Regions from separate parts of the Macaca mulatta genome. Here all the other regions are linked to region 1. A link is a contact called in public Hi-C data. All regions are on one chromosome and are shown on one strand. The core of a region is the stretch at or near the end of the contact, and the rest is flanking DNA. Distances in the headings are between cores, read along the strand shown. Region 1 holds the start of ACO1 (aconitase 1). Region 2 holds the start of TOPORS (TOP1 binding arginine/serine rich protein, E3 ubiquitin ligase). Region 3 holds the start of NDUFB6 (NADH:ubiquinone oxidoreductase subunit B6).

Region 1 (2,700 bases), core at 33-2,532:
GGCATGGGGTGGTGAGTGTTCCCATTCAGAGGAAGGATCACAAACAAGAAGCAGGCCCAATGAATGAAGCCTCTGAAGCATCCTCAAAGTGTGGTGCAGAGAACTCCTAGGGATCTCCAAGGTCAAAAACCACTTTCATAGTAATAAAACGTTACTCGCTTTTTTTCACTCACGCATTTTCAGGAGTATACAATGGAGGTCTCAAGAGGCTACATGATATGCGATACTGCAACAGACTGCAGAAGCAGCTATCGAAATCCACCTGTCTTCAATTATGCTTGACATCAAAGAGATTTGCAAAAATGTAAAACAATGCCATTCTTCTCAATAATTTTCTGTTTTGGAAAATATAGTTCTTTTTCATAAAAATAGGCAATATTAAGATATAATTAGCTCATTATTCTTTTTAAATGAATTATTAAATATAGTAGAAATTTCTGTCTTACACATTATAAATATGGATAGATATAACTCACATAAAAGCTCCTTAAGACACTAATTTTTAAGAGTGTAAAGGGGTACTGAGTCCCAAAAAAGTTTGGGGACTTCTGTCCTAGAGGTTGTCCCCCAGGGAAGAGAATTGTGTGTGTTGCAAGAAGGAAGATGCCATTACGATGTGCTAGCTAAACGTGGAAAAAAATGACTTGGTCATAACTGCAGCCCAAGCTCCTTTCTGGATCTCTGAATCTATCAGGGTGGGCTCTGTGTTCAAGCCTCCCACGTAAGGGTCTCTTCCCCCTCATCCCATTTTCCCTTTACCCCTTGGAGTGCATTCCCGGATCTGCCCGCACAACTTTAGCAAGCGTTTCCCTACCCAGCTAGCCGGGCCTGGGCGATGACTCCCAGTGCGGGCCTCACGGCCTCGGGGTTAGGACTCCCAGGATCGGCCGCACACCCTAGACAAGGACTTTCAGGACAGCACGCACAGCCAAGGCTAAGAGGGTCTAGGAAAGCCATTTCCAATCCCTGGTCCCTCTCTTCGGCATGGCATAGACTGGGGACTGGGGGGACGTCAGTCGCCAGAAACACGTCCCCGATTCTCCTCTCAGCCTCCACAAGCTCGCCTCCGAGTCCCCCGGGCCGCACTGCCTCAGGCACCTCGGTAAAGGCCCGCACCGACTCCCGAAGGATACAGCGTGGACGGCGCTCCCGCCTGGGGACGTGGGCCGGGCAACGTCGGTACTCACCTCCGACTGCACGGTGGGGCTCCCGCGACCGGCGCACCAGACCCAAGGAGCGGGACGCGTCCCCGCCCGCTGCGCGGTTTCAGCTGCCGCCTCCACGCTCCGCCCCCTCTCGCCCCCCGGGCCGCCGCGCGATGGGCGGAGCAGGGGCGGGACTGGCGGGCAGCAAGCCGAGGAAGGGGCGGAGCCTGCGGGCGCCCTCGCGGGCCTGGAGGACTTCGCCCTGGGCAGGAGTCGAGGGTTGCGAAAGGCTCCTCCGTAGGATGTGGGAGAGCTGATCCCTCCGCCCGGTCCGCTTCTGCCAGCCTGAGTCCTGGGACGAGGGTGTCTTGCTCACTTTGGGGCTTAGCATTCCTAACGTCCAGCCGGCGTTAGGAAGTGACCAAAGGGTAGGGAAGAAATGGAATTATTTAAAAAACATGATTTGGCCATAACTGCAGAGGTTTCATGTACTGCAGAGGTTTCATGCAGAGGTTTCATGTACGTGTGGTCACTTCGTCCGCCTCCCTTCTCACTTTGTCCCTCCCCACCCTACCCACCCTCTCCAACCTCGCCTTAATTCTTTGCGCAAAGCCTGCCAAGTGGGCATCGGAGTCACGCTGTCAGAGTAGGACTTCAGCATTTCCGTGGCAAAAGTTCTATGTGTAGATTTCCTTGGACATGTCACAACACTTTCTAATACACGATGTTCCCCGATCTGAAGTCAGAAAAATGGCTGGGAGATGGCACCAGGTGGACTTTCACAAGACTTGCTTTTCATGTTGGTTGGAGTTTTGCCCTTTTGGGTGAATGTGCGTTCAAAGAAGTGATTAGATCTTTCTAGATAAAAGGTGGTGAGTTTTTCCCGCCCAAATTATTTGGAAAGTTACTGTAGTTTTCTGAATAAGCAGCTTATAGGATGAGTAAACAATAGCCAGTACTAATAGCCCCCTGCTACCTTATACTGCCCTTCTACTCTGCACAAAGCCCTGTGATTGACTCTTTCCACGTTACTCAGTTCAGCTCTTCCAACCACCCTACAGGTAAAGAATATTACCCGTCTTTGCAGGTGTGCAATGTGCAACAGCTGAGACTCAGTCCGTAGGTTGATTTGACGCCAAAGCCTACACCTTCCCTGTCATGCTGCACTATAGGGTACATCTATCATCTAGTTATATTTAACTTTGAAATATAAATACTTATATTTATTTTGAAAGAGGAAGTAACTGTATTTCCAATATGAGAGGAGACTTTCTTCCCACCCACTTCCTAAATCCTTTCCATTCACATTAGTAATTAAATTTTCTTTGAGTCTCCACCATATGGCAGAGGTGCACCACAATCTCTGCAAAATCGTGCTCCATTCTCCTTCGGAGGTAGGGAGAGTAGGGCAAGGTGAGAGCGAGTAGAAGGCTGGGGAAGTCCGACGAGGACACATCCAGCTAGATTTCAATTCTTAATGAGGCAGCCATTCGGAAAGCGAAGTATCTAATGTTCAATGATAACATCCGTGTAACTGAGAATCCTTTGCAGTAAA
Region 2 (2,700 bases), core at 34-2,533, 170 kb before region 1:
TTTTTTCCTTATACAATACTTTAATTTGGTATCAGGGTATGCAACAGTGAATTTTCGCAATAAACAAATATAAGAACAGAAATTCCATGCACTTTTGTTTTAAGGAAATCTTTCCGGCTGGGCATGGTGGCTCACGCCTGTAATCCTAGCACTTTGGGAGGCCAAGGCGGGCAGATCACGAGGTCAGGAGATCAAGACCATCCTGGCAAACACAGTGAAACCCCGTCTCTACTAAAAATACAAAAAAATTAGCCGGGCATGGTGGCGGGCACCTGTAGTCCCAGCTACTCGGGAGGCTGAGGCAGGAGAATGGTGTGAACCCAGAAGGCAGAGCTTGCAGTGAGCTGAGATAGAGCCACTGACTGCACTCCAGCCTGGGCGACAGAGCAAGACACTGTCCCTACCCACCCCCCCCCAAAAATAAGGAATCTTTCCGAGTCATTTTTAAAGAATTTAGAAACTTCATTGAAAAGCTTATTTGCTGTTTTGTCATGAGAATGTAAAATACTAAAATTTCTAAGTTAAAAATTTGCATATTAGTGCTTGTTACAAAAGATAATGCAAAAATAAACTTGGGAACTTTGCATTATGAATTTTATTTTTAAATCTACATAAGCATGAGGGAAAGAACTGTATTTTCAAAGAATTAAATACAGAGGAGTTACAAATTTTCATTCGTCCCAAAGATTTTGTCTGTGTATTTCTTCCTTAGCTGTCGTCTTGCAGACACCATTAAAGCATAGATGATGCAGCCCCAGTTGATTAAAACGATGGCAAGCAGCAACTAAACCAAAAACTGCAAAAGAGGTGTGAAATGTGCCTGATATTTCTGCAAATTTGCATACTAGTGCTTGTTATAAAGGATAATGCAAAAATAAACTTGGGAACTTTGCATTATGAATTTTACTTTTAAATCTACCTAAGCATGAGGGAAAGAACTATTTTCAGAGAAGTAAATCCAGAGGAGTTACAAATTTTCATTCGTCCCAAAGATTTTGTCTGGGTATTTCTTCCTTAGCTGTCGTCTTGCAGACACCATTGAAGCATAGATGATGCAGCCCCAGGAGATTAAAACGATGACAAGCAGCAACTAAACCAAAAACCAAAAGAGGTGTGAAATGTGCCTGGTATTTCCCCCCGCCGTCAGGTTACCGTGTGCCATTGCTAAGGTGGGAATTAAAGTAACAAAGTCGAATAAATGGGGTTCCAGTGGCGGGTACACCCAGCTGCCCTTACGTAAGAAGCGGAAGATCGTATCCTCCAGGAAGAGGCGGAGTCGAGGTGAGGGAGTGAAATGCTTAATTCAGGAATGGATTTTGGAGTTTCTGGGTGCTGAAGAAGTAGAGCCTTTCTGCCTGCAGGCCCAGTGAGTCGACACGGTGGGGGCCCGCGAGCCCCGGGACTTACCACAGAATAAATCCAGTCCAGCGTGCGACGACTCACTGGCTTCATGGTAAGGAGGCGGCAGCGGTTCGCGGGAGCTGGCGGGAGTTGCGGGCCTTACAGTAACCTCCCAGGCGGTGGCTGCCCGGCGGCAGCAGCCATCTTTTAGCCGGGCACGAGCGGCCGCCCACTCGCTTCGTGCAGAGGTGTTGCCGGCCTCTTCCGCCCGGAGTTGGTGGGGGGGGGGGGGCGGGATCACGTGATCGGGGGCCTTGCCCGCCTTTTAGAGGGGAATAAACGAGAAAATGTTAAAAATTGCCTTTTTTTTTTTTTCCTTTTTTTGCCAACTAGAGAGATAGGAGATGGGCGTACCTCCACAGGTTTTCTTTATAGTTGCAATGCAGTATTAACGCAGGATGAGGTGCTGTCGTGTCCATTGAAAAGTTTATTTGAAAAACAATCCACGTTTTAAATATTACGTCGGGGTCTAAAGCTGGAAGAATTAATGCTTTCTCCCCCGGCTTCCCTACGCCTCTCCGCATCTGATACCACACGATTTAGATGAACGTTCGCCTGTTCATCTTTGACGTAAAAATACCACCCACTCTTTTGTATGTGACAGATCGTTGTGGGAACCCCTGTAAATCGAGCCGTTCTTCACAAATGTATAGCATGATGTATATCTCTAAGAAGAAATATGTGGGATGCGTTACCCGCCATAATGTACCAGTCAAGCAACAAGTGTTTTCTGAGCGTGTCTGAGGTTCTTGAACGGCCGCGCATGAGATACTGAGCCCCGAGCACGGCAGTTTGGCTGGCAAGCGTACCAGGTTCAGCTCTAGAATGTTTGGGACGCTCACATTTGAGGCCTGAGGAGTAGAATCTGGCAACGGGCCGCTTTAGGCTCTAGACGTTCTTTATACCTCGCAGTTATCTTAAAAGAGTTTTAGTCTAGATTTCAGGGAGTGGGAAGGGGAAGAGCGGAGAAAAACGTGGTCTGTTTAGGGAAGAGTCCAGGCCCTGTTTTGTTAGGTTGTCCTGTTTCTCCCCAGCCTGGAGGGGATCCCTCTCTGAAGATTTTATAGGATACTGGTTGGGCTCTGGTTTTGGATCCCGTTGGACTCCCGGTGTTGCTTCCGGGACTTCAACTCCGTGTAACAGTTCCCTTATCTAGACACTAGAGACAATTTCGTAAGTTCCCGCAGAGTTTGGTGAGGTTGAAACGACATCGAACTAGTTGTCGTGTTTTCCGGGTAAGTTAGGGGCGAACATTCAGTCAGTGTCCCCAGCGGCTGAGTACCAGTAACAAGATGGGGA
Region 3 (2,700 bases), core at 94-2,593, 190 kb before region 1:
GTAAGATGTTTCCAGATTCTATCCCTGTCTCCTCTATCCTATTTATTTCCTCCACCATAGGTAACATCTTAAAAAACCTCAATTGTTTTCTTTCCCATTATTTTGAAATTTTAAGAAAATATGTATATATATTGAAATTACCACCATCTTTCTCTTTTTGGGTAAAAGCATACTGTATAAATTCCCATCCATTTTTTTTTTTTCACTTTATAATGTATCCTGGAAATCACACCACAGATGTATATAGAGTTCTTCCCCATTACTTTTCTCAATTATATTAGCATTTCATTGCTTTGTTGTGTGAAAGTTTTTGGGAAGCCACTGTTTTGGACTAGCCTCATGCACTAGGCCCCAGCAGACCAGACCAAATCAGAATGGAGTCGTTTGTGCTAAGTACAACGTAATCAAACTGAACTTTGAAATGGGCCAGTTTTCCAAAAAATGGGAAATTCCCCTAAGCCTGAGTCAGTGAAACAAGGAAGTTCCTTCTGCTTTAACTCTAAGAGAAAAATAACTTTGAAACGACGAGTCTGCTTTTTGTTCTGTTTCTGCTTTCTTCAGCCCCTATTTGCCAATAAAACCAACCGCCTCTGCTCAGCTGATCAGAACACTCATTCTACTTTATAGAATGGGGTGTTTTCTGAGTCTAGAATCACAAATAAGAGTCAATTAAGATTTTTAAACTAATTCATTGTAACGCTGTCTTTCGACTGTTGTACTATAATTTATTCAAGCATTCCTTTATTTAGGAATTTGGGGGTAATTTCCAATATTTTGGTATTACGAATCATGCTGAATAGTCGTGCATGCCCTTTCATATTTTCACCACACGTATTTTTGGGTGAAAGCATGAATGCATCCATGCAAGATTTTGCTAGATATTAAGCTACTCTTTTCACTATTTCTGTACAGATGGAGGGACAGATGAGACAGCTGCCTGGGGCACTTCAGCAGTTACTGGCACAGCTGGGATTTGAACTTGGATGTTAACTATTTTCATACACTCTCTAGGTCATTCCAAGGTGGCAGAGACAAGCAAATAATTTCGTATCTGGACAGCATATTCACTGAAACACTTATGCGTATCCTTCCTGCTCCCAGCATACAAGTTCTTCCTTAGCAAAACCTCCAGTCCTCTAATTTAGCATACTTTCGTCTAATCTGTCACTTTCCTCAGGCCTCAAAACTAAGAGCACTCCTCGTCCCCACCCGGTAATAATCTGGTCGGGTATAGCGGCGGTGGGCGGAGAGAGAATTGGAGGTGGAGAGCTTTGCGCATGCCCGGACACTTAGGACTCTGGGGCCCCTGCAGAGGCAGGACCAGGATGTGACGTAATAACCGCGCGCGGCGCCCGGCGTTCCCACAAGGTCGCTTTGCAGAGCGGGAGCGAGCTTAAGTAACTAGTCCCTAGTGCGAGGGTGGGTCGTGTCCTTTTGCCTTGGTACCAGCGGAGACATGACGGGGTATACTCCGGATGAGAAACTGCGGCTGCAACAGCTGCGAGAGCTGAGAAGGCGATGGCTGAAGGACCAGGAGCTGAGCGCTCGGGAGCCGGTGCTGCCCCCACAGAAGATGTGGCCTATGGAGAAATTCTGGAATAAGTTTTTGGAGAATAAATCCCCTTGGAGGAGAACGGTGAGTGACAGACCTCTCCGGTCCCCCCTCAACACACCCCACCGCGGCCAGCAGCCCGGACACTGAACGTCCGCTCCCTGCAGCCACACCAAGGACTGATAACCGCTCCGTGCTGGGAAACACTGGCCAGTCCCGAGAGCGCTCCTGGAGTCCCGGGAGGCAGGAGTCCGGGAATATGTATGGCTTTGAGAGAATCATGCCTTTTATTGTCAAGTACAGTGAGACGGGGGCGAATTTTAATACTTAGGTTTTCCAGGACGCTGCACATTTGGTTCTCTTTTGACTGTAGAAATCTTCCCTCAGAATAATAGCCAAGGACTCGCTAGAATTAAAATTCTGTGATTTAAGTATTTGAGGACACTTGTCTAACTTTTAAGTGTGACGTTCTAGAGATCAAGTAACACAGTATCCAACTACCAGAGGGCACAGCCAGCCCTTAGCTGGTAGTACAGCCCCATGTGATCCCCGTAAAAGACAGGGTCCTGTTGGTATGCCTTGTGAGTCACATTCAAGAGCTACCTTTCTAAACTACCGTTCTGTACTTTTAACACAGGGTTTCGTTAAAAAATGACATTTTGGACTTTGAAGAAAATCACTCATTCAAGAAATTTATTTTCAAGGCCTCTGGGTATTTTCTTGAGGTCTGTTATGGGTGATAAACATCTCAGAATTGCTTTCAGTTACCTACAACACTTACTGATAATAGTAGTAATAATACTAAGTAGCACCTGGGTGCTTGCTGTGTACTTGGCACTCTACTGAGGGTTTTACAAATGTTACTTCATTTCTTTATTCCTGCAAGGTAGATATTCCTAATCCTCACTTTAAATGTGAAGAAACTGAGGCCTATAAAGATTCAGTGATTTGCCGGTGGTCAGGGAGCTAGGAATTGAAGGAGTTCATATTGAAATCAACATGTACCTATTTCTTACTGTACTACAAAGTCTAGTGCAATAGAATTGTTGAAAATTTTTTCTGAGAAAGTGGTATTGGATACTTATTTATGGTGGTAAAATTCAACTCTTCTCTCACCCTTTGTATCCCTGACATTATCGGGATATTGG

What was found. A called contact is a pair of places that touch in the nucleus more often than the background predicts.
Region 2: a contact with region 1 is called in a Hi-C map of cortical neurons, with 7 times the contacts expected there. The contact joins the promoter of TOPORS here to the promoter of ACO1 in region 1. A contact is called at or near these places in 2 of 14 Hi-C or Micro-C datasets (cortical neurons and fetal cortex germinal zone).
Region 3: a contact with region 1 is called in a Hi-C map of liver, with 5 times the contacts expected there. The contact joins the promoter of NDUFB6 here to the promoter of ACO1 in region 1. A contact is called at or near these places in 9 of 14 Hi-C or Micro-C datasets (CD4 T cells, blood, cortical neurons and 5 more).

The regions. Positions count from the first base shown.
Region 1 is chr15:66,995,204-66,997,903 of T2T-MMU8v2.0, forward strand. ACO1 (aconitase 1) reads right to left here and starts at 1,283. Exons shown (of 21, transcript NM_001257865.1): 1 at 1,188-1,283.
Region 2 is chr15:66,822,564-66,825,263 of T2T-MMU8v2.0, forward strand. It overlaps TOPORS (TOP1 binding arginine/serine rich protein, E3 ubiquitin ligase), which reads left to right and starts at 1,284. Exons shown (of 3, transcript NM_001266141.1): 1 at 1,284-1,453. The coding sequence starts at 1,451. TZMP1 (transition zone microprotein 1) reads right to left here and starts at 1,560. Exons shown (of 3, transcript XM_028835113.2): 1 at 1,408-1,560; 2 at 920-1,090; 3 at 578-796. The coding sequence starts at 1,452. The coding sequence ends at 968.
Region 3 is chr15:66,801,753-66,804,452 of T2T-MMU8v2.0, forward strand. NDUFB6 (NADH:ubiquinone oxidoreductase subunit B6) reads left to right here and starts at 1,344. Exons shown (of 4, transcript NM_001260997.1): 1 at 1,344-1,636. The coding sequence starts at 1,457.